Linked DNA regions of Mus musculus: region 1 is linked to region 2. Evidence: chromatin contacts called from public Hi-C data. All regions are on one chromosome and are shown on one strand. The core of a region is the stretch at or near the end of the contact, and the rest is flanking DNA. Distances in the headings are between cores, read along the strand shown.

Region 1 (4,367 bases), core at 770-3,269, 220 kb after region 2:
TCTGACCTGTGATTCTTTACTAGGACTGGCTTCATCCACCTTGGGATACACAGCGATACCGCAAGGCACGACTGTGTGAGGGGATGCCCTGGCAAAAGGGAACAAACAGATGAGATGTATGCTCAACTCTTAGCATGTGAACTTAGCAAGCTGTCCCAAGCAAGTGGCTAAAATCAGTGTCCATATGTGCAGTAGGGGATACAGGGTAGGGATTTTCTGATTGGTGTTCATTATCCACAGGGCACAACCTACTGGTGACTTCATGATACGAATGTTTTATTTTTTGAAGTACCCAAGCACTTTGATGACACAAAAGACTCCAAATACTTAGACTGGGTGACAAGCCAGTCATGATGGGCAGCTCCCCAAATCTTCGTGGGGTTTTGTTTTATTTTGAAACAGGGTCTCACTATGCAATGGCAGCTGGCCTAGAACTCACTATGTGAACCAGGCTGGCCTTCAACTCAGAGATCTACCTGTCTCAGCCTCCCAAGTGCTGCAATTTAAGGCATGTGCCACCAAACTCACCTCTCACCTGGCTCCCCAAATATTTTGTTTTACCGCCTTCCCTTGTCTATCTAGTTCTATTAGAACTAACAATATTTGAAGGTGACTATTGAGCACTGCAAATTTTTGATCATTTAATTATAGTCTTTGCAGCATCACTTCTTTGACTTTAAGGAGAAAATCAGACAACTAAATACCAGCATGGTACTAAGGAAGTTTGAGAAATAGAGGCAGTCAGAAAGAGGCAGGTTACAGGTATTCAAAACATGCACATGCAATGTAATACAGAATGGAGGTGAGATAGATAGACGGAATTTATGAGCCCGGTCCACTGCACTGTATTTTAAAGGGGGAGGAGGGATGATGGATAGGTGGGTGGGGTCACTGCTTAACTTTGGATTGGATCTGACAGCTGTAGCTGTCAAACCCACCTGCAGGATACTGTCTACCACACTATGAAATCCCGGTTACTAGAAGCAAAGCTGGAAGCATACTGCAGAGACAATGGGGATATCCAAGCACCAGGTGAGCATCCGACCATACAGCAGAGGGCTCCCTACCCTATCTAGGCTGTCCCCACCTCCCCAGCAGCACGCTGTCACTTTTGGCACGGAAGAAGGTAATGAATGCATGGGGGAGTCGCCCACGGGCGGGACTCGTGGGTGAATCTCAGGCTTTAGATTACAGTTGAAAAGAACCTGTCGCAGGCCTCGCAGGAGCTGGGCACTGAAAATCTCTGCTCCCAGCCCGTCCCACACTCGAGTCCAGGGGCAGGCTGACGTCCCGGTTTTGGGAAGGTCCCAGGGAATAGACTCACCGATCTGCCCAATGAACTCGATCTTGATGCCCTGGTGCTCTAGTCGCTTGTTGGGGTTCTTCAGTGATAGGCTCACTTTCCCCGAGACGGTTTCCCCGTCGTAGAAGAGGAAATATTTCTCCTTCTTCCCGTCCTCAGTCTTGTGCTCCGCTCGCTTCCTACTCTCCGCATCATTCAGCAAGATTTCCACCTCCACGCTCTGCCCGAAGCCGAAGAAGCTCATCTCCCCGCCTGGCCGCGCCGGTGTCGGCACAGACTGCTCCCTCCCTCCCAGGCGCGAGCTGCCTTCGGGGAAGGCAGGCCGGAGGGCCGGCTGCGGGAACGCGCTGGACGCTGCACCGCAGCCCCGCTCGCTCTGAGCTGGGCGGTGGGCGATCGCCGATGGCCTGCGCCCCTGGGGTGAGGCAGGGCGGAGGAAGGAGGTCGGCTGCGGGTTGCGGCGCCCAGAGCAGCGATGCACCGAGAGGCCAGACACAGTACCAACGCAGATCCTGGCGGTGCAGCGACTAGGGCCCTGGGAGGAAAGGCGCCAAGCACGCGCGTCTCGTCGCCCACCGGGTGGGGTCCAGCGCCCAGCCGCACACACAGAACTGCCTGGACTCCCGCGGCGTAACGCACCGAAGTGCTACGGCGGCGCCGGGCGGGGGAAGGGGCAGGAGAACTCCGGCCCGGATGCGAAGATGATGCCACGCGCACGCGCACGTCTTCTCTCCCCCCCCCCCCCCTCGCTTTCCCTACCCCCTCCAGGCCGTCAAGGGGTGCGCTCATCTGCGCATGTGCAGTGCCAAAGGGCGCTTTGTTTACATGGCGGCTCTGGCCTCTCTCCAGTAGAACTCGGGCCCAGATGTTCCGTCAAGTCCTAGCACTGCAAGTGCCTCCTTGTAATATTCCGGTTGCATTTCTCTTCCTTCTTAGCCTGATAAACGCCAGGCTACTCTTCACATTTGAATACGAGCAACGCTTGCGTGCTGTCTGACGGGATGAGGTGCCTTTCCCATGCACGCTCAGTGTCACCGGAAGGGGCAAATGTGACCGCTACTACAGGAAGTATGCTGTCCCCGCTGGCCTCTAGGTTCCCTGCCGTGTAAGAACGATATGACGGTAAGAAAAACACTAGTGACGTCCTGACCCCAACATTAACTGGAATGCTAAGGGAAAAAGAAAAAGTCCTCGCTAGCCTTGTTTAACTTCCAGTCTTTGCCCCGCCCACTTATGCGCACGCAGTGGGCGACCCAGCCCATTGGCTTGGGTTACGAACACGGCTCAGCGCGGTGATTGGTCGATTGTAAATCCCGAACGTTGTGACTGGTCCGCCAAAACGTCTCAGAGCGCGCGCGGGAGCGACGGCGAGCCGGTACGTCCACGGTCGGAATGGCGCTGCAGGATCTTGGAGAAAACTTGCAGCCTTGGTGTCCGCTGGGTCTCAGCCTCGGTGAGGAAACGCAGCCGCGGGTTCTGGGTTCGGGGCTTGGGGTGTTTTGTTCCGCCTAATGTATCCAAGCTTGCGTCTCGGTGAGGGTAGGGGTAGGGGTGGGGGAAGGGGAAGCCCTGGTCTCTGCACTGACCGTGAGCCCCAGGATTGTGACAATCTGCCCGGGTGAAGGCCAGCCAAACTTACGGTGGGATCTGAGTCCAGACGAGTAATTGGTAGAAAAGAGAGCTAAACTGTTCTAGCATGCGGGAGGTCGAGGCTGGAGGATTGCCATGAGTTCAAGACCATCCTGGGCCACACAAATGAATTTAAACCAGTCTCAATAATAATAATAATAAAACAATAATAATAGGAGTGTCTCAGTGATAATAACAATAGCAGCAGCAACATGAAAAGCTAATAATTGGCCTTTAATAGTGCTAGTGCCTCAGTTATCTCCATCTGTCACCTTTGTTCTACCTAGTCTTGCTGGAGTCCTAAGTCTATTCCCCAGGTGGTTTTAAACAGACAATCTCAATGTTCAGGTTGATTTTTTTTTTCTTAGAATTTGTGATCATAAATTCAGCTAGATGGTTCTTGTACCGGCTGGTTTTGTGTGTCAGCTTGACACAGGCTGGAGTTATCACAGAGAAAGGAGTCTCAGTTGGGAAAATGCCTCCATGAGATCCAATTGTAAGGCATTTTCTCAATTAGTGATAAAGTGGGGAGGTCCCCTTATGGGTGGTGTCATCTCTGGGCTGGTAGTCTTGGTTCTATAAGAGAGCAGGCTGAGCAAGCCAGGAGAAGCAAGCCAGTAAAGAACATCCCTCCATGGCCTCTGCATCAGCTCCTGCTTTTTGACTTGCTTGGGTTCCAGTCCTGACTTCCTTTGGTGATGAACAGCAGTGTGGAAATTTAGGCTGAATAAACCCTTTCCTCCCGAACTGCTTCTTGATCATGATGCTTTTTGTCCAGGAATAGAAACCCTGACTAAGACAGTTCTCTTGAAGACTTCATTAGATGTCCGAATGAAATCAAGATTCCCAAAGCCAGCTGGTTGAGCCAGTTAAATCACAAACCTGAGGGTTTTCTCTTTCATGCCTATTGCCCCCTCTTGTCCCCATAGCCAAGGAAGGCAATTTCAGGATAATCCCTAACTGCTTACTGATGCAGTCAGTCACTGTCTCCTGTACACCCTGCATTGCCTCCTTTGAAGGTACAGGCTTGCTTGTGTCAGCTCTTTGGGCCTTTCCTACTTGTTTTCTAAATAGATGACCAGTCCATTGGCCTACCATATAAGAGGAGGTGTGGAAGTCCTTTCTCCAAGCACAATATGACATCAGAACCTTTGTGATTGTCCACAGGAGACTATTATAGAGGTAGACCCCTAGTAGATGTTCCAGACACCCCCCTTTGCCCCTCCCAGCTGCCTCTGGTCCTGGGGAAGGGGATGTGTGTGTGCAGGAGGTGAGGTAGCAGTGTAGTGTTGTGGCATTCGCTTGTGCAGCTATAGGGCTTTTAAGTAAGTCAGCCACCTGGCAGTCACCTAAGCTTCTGTAGGTAGCTCCAGCAAACTGATGCATTTGCTTTCCACGCTAGGTTTAGAATCTTTTCTTTGCTTGTTAATCCCTT
Region 2 (4,469 bases), core at 914-3,413:
ACAGCTATAATTCTGTGAATAAACTGTAGGAAGAAAAAAAAAGGCAATGTTTCTAAGCCAAACACCTAACCCCCAGAAACCTCAAAATACCTGCTGATGGGATCCAGGAAAAGGACTGGTCCTGAAGCTGGGCTCCAGAGAACTTTGAGGAGAGCAGCCAGTTTCCATGTGACCTATATTCCATTAGCCACACCAACATTCCCCAACAACAGCTGGGAGAGGCCCCCACCACCCACTTAGTTAATGACCTAGTCAAAGCTGGGGGAAGCCAGGAAGAGAGGGCCAGTTTGTTTCCCTTTGGCTTCATAGCTATTAAAGTAACTCATCTATGTTAATACAGAAAGAACTAGACAGGATGCACCTATGGAGAAGATATAGTCAAAATGATGCCAAAGAGACTTGTTCTCTCAAGGGATCCCAAAAGATGGCCCTGACCTTGGATCGGTGCCTCTTTAACCTTCCTTGCCTGCTGCAAAAGAGAGTGTCATGAAGCAACTTCAGGCTTCATGATTTCTGCTGGGGCCGGCTTGCCTGGGTAGGGAATCAGTTACTCACCTACGAGAGGGTTAGGCTGCTTCTTCACAGTCCTGTCCCTTGCCTCACCCCTCATCAGTGTCCTGCTGGGTGACAAGTGTCCCTCCTCCTTCCCACACATTTTCCTGAGGACTATTAGAAAATGCTACCTGACCAGGCTCATCCCTCATCAGTCACCTCTCTGAGTCACCTGCAGGGACAGGTGTACTTCGATCAAAAACAAGCAACTATTTCTCTGGAGCTCCAGCTCCATGGTTCCCTGCTCTATGCAAGAGCTTGTGTTGCCTCAGCCTGGAGTAATACCAATGGAGTTACATCAACCGTGCCCCTGGGGAAAGCTGAGAATTTGACAGAAGCCATGACTAAAATTCAAAGAAAGGGCAGTTCGAATGAATAAGAAAGTGTTTGGAACAACTAAGGAAACAAAAGGCCTTAGGAGTTTCCTGGACCCTAGAATGAGAAAAGATCTAGTTTCATCTCAAACAATATGACATCCTCTCAGAAACAAAGAGATGTAAGTCTTGAAAGGGTGTCCACGTGAAGTTTCCAAATGTGTTCTCACGGCAGCAAAAAGGACTCAGATCTTAAATAAAAATAAAAAAAAATTAAAAGCCCTAGTCTCTGATTCAGGTAAATGAAGAAAGGAACCAAAGACAAAACTAAGGGTGGTAAGCTACCACCAGTTCTCAAGGCTGACCTCAAGTCTACTGACAAATTACTCCATGTTGCTGCCAAGCTTCCCAGCAACACTGGAGAGTTTGAATATGTAAAGCGCCAGGCATTGACCTGGAAGATCGTCAGGCCGGTGACTCCTATAAATAGATATGCTTTGGAAACCTTCTGGAGTAGATCACCAGAAAACTTGTTCATGAGCAGTGGGTAAACCTTTCTTTCAATGAACACCACCGACTGGGACAAATAGCGTTCATAAAAGGGGGCCGTACAAAAGTGAAGGAGGAAAGTGGACAGACATAAACAGCAGTGCGGTGTAAATCAGGGCTGAGAGTCTGAGAGAAGCCCATGGACATCACCTTCACGGTAAACATCACAACACTAACCTTGCAGAATAGAGACTTCCAGCTTGGGAAGAAATGTAGGGGTTTGGAAGAAAAGCAGTGGGTGCTACATGGAGTGATGGGGGTGTCTGAAGAGAAACGAGAAGGCCAGTTCTGTCGATCTTCCCACAGGACTGGACGTGACTATGAACAGCAGAGTCCAGCACCAAGTATGGAACGCTGCGAAACTCAACACACTGACCCCTAGGGACTGACAGGGCTGTGCCTGCCTGCTTTACCCAGAGGCAGGGTAAGAATGATTGGAGGCTCGAAGGGACTCCAGGCTGTTGGAGCGCTCTAAGAGATTAGAGTCGCGGTTTCCCAGATTTGTGGCAGACCAGAACCTGAGGTGTTGGGCTGGGACCAAAGGAGTCCCATAGGTGCTGGGCGGAGCGTTCTCTCACCTGCGGAGCACCAGGAAGCTCAAGACCAGCAGCAGCAGGAGTCCGAGTGTGCGGCCTGGCCTCCGCCGCAGACTCCACTTGGGCATCTTGCAAACGCTGCTGGTAGACACCCGGGTTCCCACTCCAGCAACACTCAGAGGCGCGCCAAAGCCTTGGCCCGGAGGGGCGGGGCCGCTCACTGGTTACCTGGGCAACCATGTTACGGCCAGCCCAGCCCACTGGCGCCCATTGGCTGAGGTTTATGGTCCCGCCTCCATTCCCGGGCCTTGCACAGACAAGGGATCGGCTGGAGACCAGGACAGGGAGGGGCGGAGCTGGCCTGTCAGGGGGCGGGGCTGTCGAGGGGCGGGGCGATCTCAGCCCAGGCCCAAACTTGTCTGAGTGTTCCGCAGCTGAAGTTGCCTGCTTACTGAGTTTAAATAGGAATCAAGTACCTAACAGCTAACAACTTCCCATGTCAGCCTGGTTCTCACTCTGAATCGCAGAGGCACTTAAGTTGAGGGTCTTTTCCTACATATGAGTGCAGACAGGTATAGAACTATTGGGCCTGTTTGTTTGAGAGGTATAGAACTATTGCTGCATCTTTGAATATTCAAACTGGGAGAAAGTCACTCCCCACAGCATTTCATTATAAGCAAGAATTAAGTGTGCCTGACAGGTGAATGAAAAAAAAAAAAAATGTCTGTACTGGCTGGTTTTGGGTGTCAAATTGACACAGGCTGGAGTTATCACAGAGAAAGGAGCTTCAGTTGGGAAGATGCCTCCATGAGATCCAGCTGTAAGTCATTTTCTCATTAGTGATCAAGGCCCCTTGTGGGTGGGACCATCTCTAGGCTGGTAGTCTTGGTTCTATAAGAAAGCAGGCTGAGCAAGCCAGGGGAAGCAAGCCAGTAAAGAACATCCCTCCATGGCCTCTGCATCAGCTCCTGCTTTCTGACCTGCTTGAGTTCCAGTCCTGACTTCTTTCAGTGATGCACAGCAGTGTGGAAATGTAAGCTGAATAAACCCTTTCCTCCCCAACTTGTTTCCTGGTCATGATGTTTGTGCAGGAATAGAAACCCTGACTAAGACAATGTCTTTTAAAACAACTCAAAGTTTGAAAAGAAAAATGGTTTTGAAGTAATAACTCATGTTAAAAGCCAGGACATTGAATAATTTACTTAAGATTATTTGAGAGCTGAGTGTCACTGAAGTTTCAGTAGCACTAAATAAAGACCAAAATATTCTGCCTTTAGTTCCCCTGATCTAGTTCAGGCCTGGACACCTAGCACACTGAACTCTTATTTTTAAAAGAGTCATAATTAACATTTTACATTTGTGGTGAGGTGGCTCAGCCATTAACAGCAGAGGACCTAAACTCATTTCTTAGTGTCCACATTGGTGGCTCACACAGCCTTTAATTCCAGTTCCAGGAACTCCACACATATGTGCATGCACATGCGCATACACATTCACACACACACACACACACATATATACACACACTATAGCAGTGTCTCAGAGCATTGGTTTGTAGAGCATCTTTCCAGCTGCAGGTCTGAATTTTTATACAAATACATAAAGCTGACAAACAATAAGAGAAATTTCAGTTCCAAGGACAAAGACAAAAAAGTTGGCCAGAAGGGTCTTTTTTTTTTTTCTAGCATAACTAAATACTTGGTAAAGAAGCAAATTGGAGAGAGGGAAAATGTAAACAGGTAAACAGGAGGAAGGGAATTCCCTGCCTGAATAAGGAAGCATAGACTGTGGCTTTGCATAGAATATTGTAGCCACAGGTCCAGGAACACTGCTTTAGAGACCCAGAGGGAAGTAGGGCCCTCTGAAATCAGCAACCAGGTCTCCTAAAATCCAAACGTTTTCTACAGTGCTTCCGCAGAGGAGAACTTAGTGTTTGCTAAGGCTGTGATGGAAACTTTTGGGTTTAGCTTGGATTAAAAGTTAGTCTATCAGTTACAAAGACAGAGCATCAGAGGTTGGCCCACATATTAATTCTGCTTGTGTGAGCCATGTCCAGTTACGGTGGCAAGTGTCAGGGCTCTTGAGAAATAAAATTAAGAATATGAGGGAAATTCTGGACATAAGCTAGGACCAGGTCAATCACAGACAAAAACGAAATAGGAAATCCTAAAATGAAAATGTTAGCCCTAGAAAAGAGAAGAGAATTAAATCAAAAGGCAAAAAGCCTGCCAAGTCCAGATAATGTGGTGTAGCACTGGGAGGAGCCAGTGTACATCGGGGAATGCTCAGAACTTTGACTGTAGCCTTCACAGTCCAACACTGTCATGCAAAGCCTCAGCCTTTGCAAAGCTGGGTGACCATGATCTAACTCATTAACAACAACAAAAAAATACCAACAAGGGCTGTGGACAGCCCTGGCCTCAGCCTACACAAAGAACTGTAGGTAGCTAAAGCATGCTGAGGGTGGGAGAAATAGTTTTCCCCAAGAAAGAGTACACCAAGTAGTTATCCAATATGA

The links. Hi-C and Micro-C count contacts between places; a contact is called where the count stands out from the background.
Region 1: a contact with region 2 is called in a Hi-C map of uterus, with 4 times the contacts expected there. The contact joins the promoter of Vps26b here to the promoter of Glb1l2 in region 2. A contact is called at or near these places in 2 of 39 promoter capture datasets (frontonasal cranial neural crest and neural stem cells), 12 of 484 Hi-C or Micro-C datasets (LSK cells, Sertoli cells, embryonic stem cells and 8 more), 3 of 115 datasets of contacts at active chromatin or transcription factors (acute myeloid leukemia, embryonic stem cells and kidney) and 2 of 9 other capture datasets (adipose tissue and pancreatic islet).

What each region holds. Positions count from the first base shown.
Region 1 is chr9:27,028,075-27,032,441 of GRCm38.p6, forward strand. Vps26b (VPS26 retromer complex component B) reads right to left here and starts at 2,020. Exons shown (of 6, transcript NM_178027.4): 1 at 1,325-2,020. The coding sequence starts at 1,547. Ncapd3 (non-SMC condensin II complex, subunit D3) reads left to right here and starts at 2,091. Exons shown (of 36, transcript NM_178113.4): 1 at 2,091-2,425; 2 at 2,549-2,756. The coding sequence starts at 2,696.
Region 2 is chr9:26,804,305-26,808,773 of GRCm38.p6, forward strand. Glb1l2 (galactosidase, beta 1-like 2) reads right to left here and starts at 2,164. Exons shown (of 19, transcript NM_001310768.1): 1 at 1,994-2,164. The coding sequence starts at 2,079.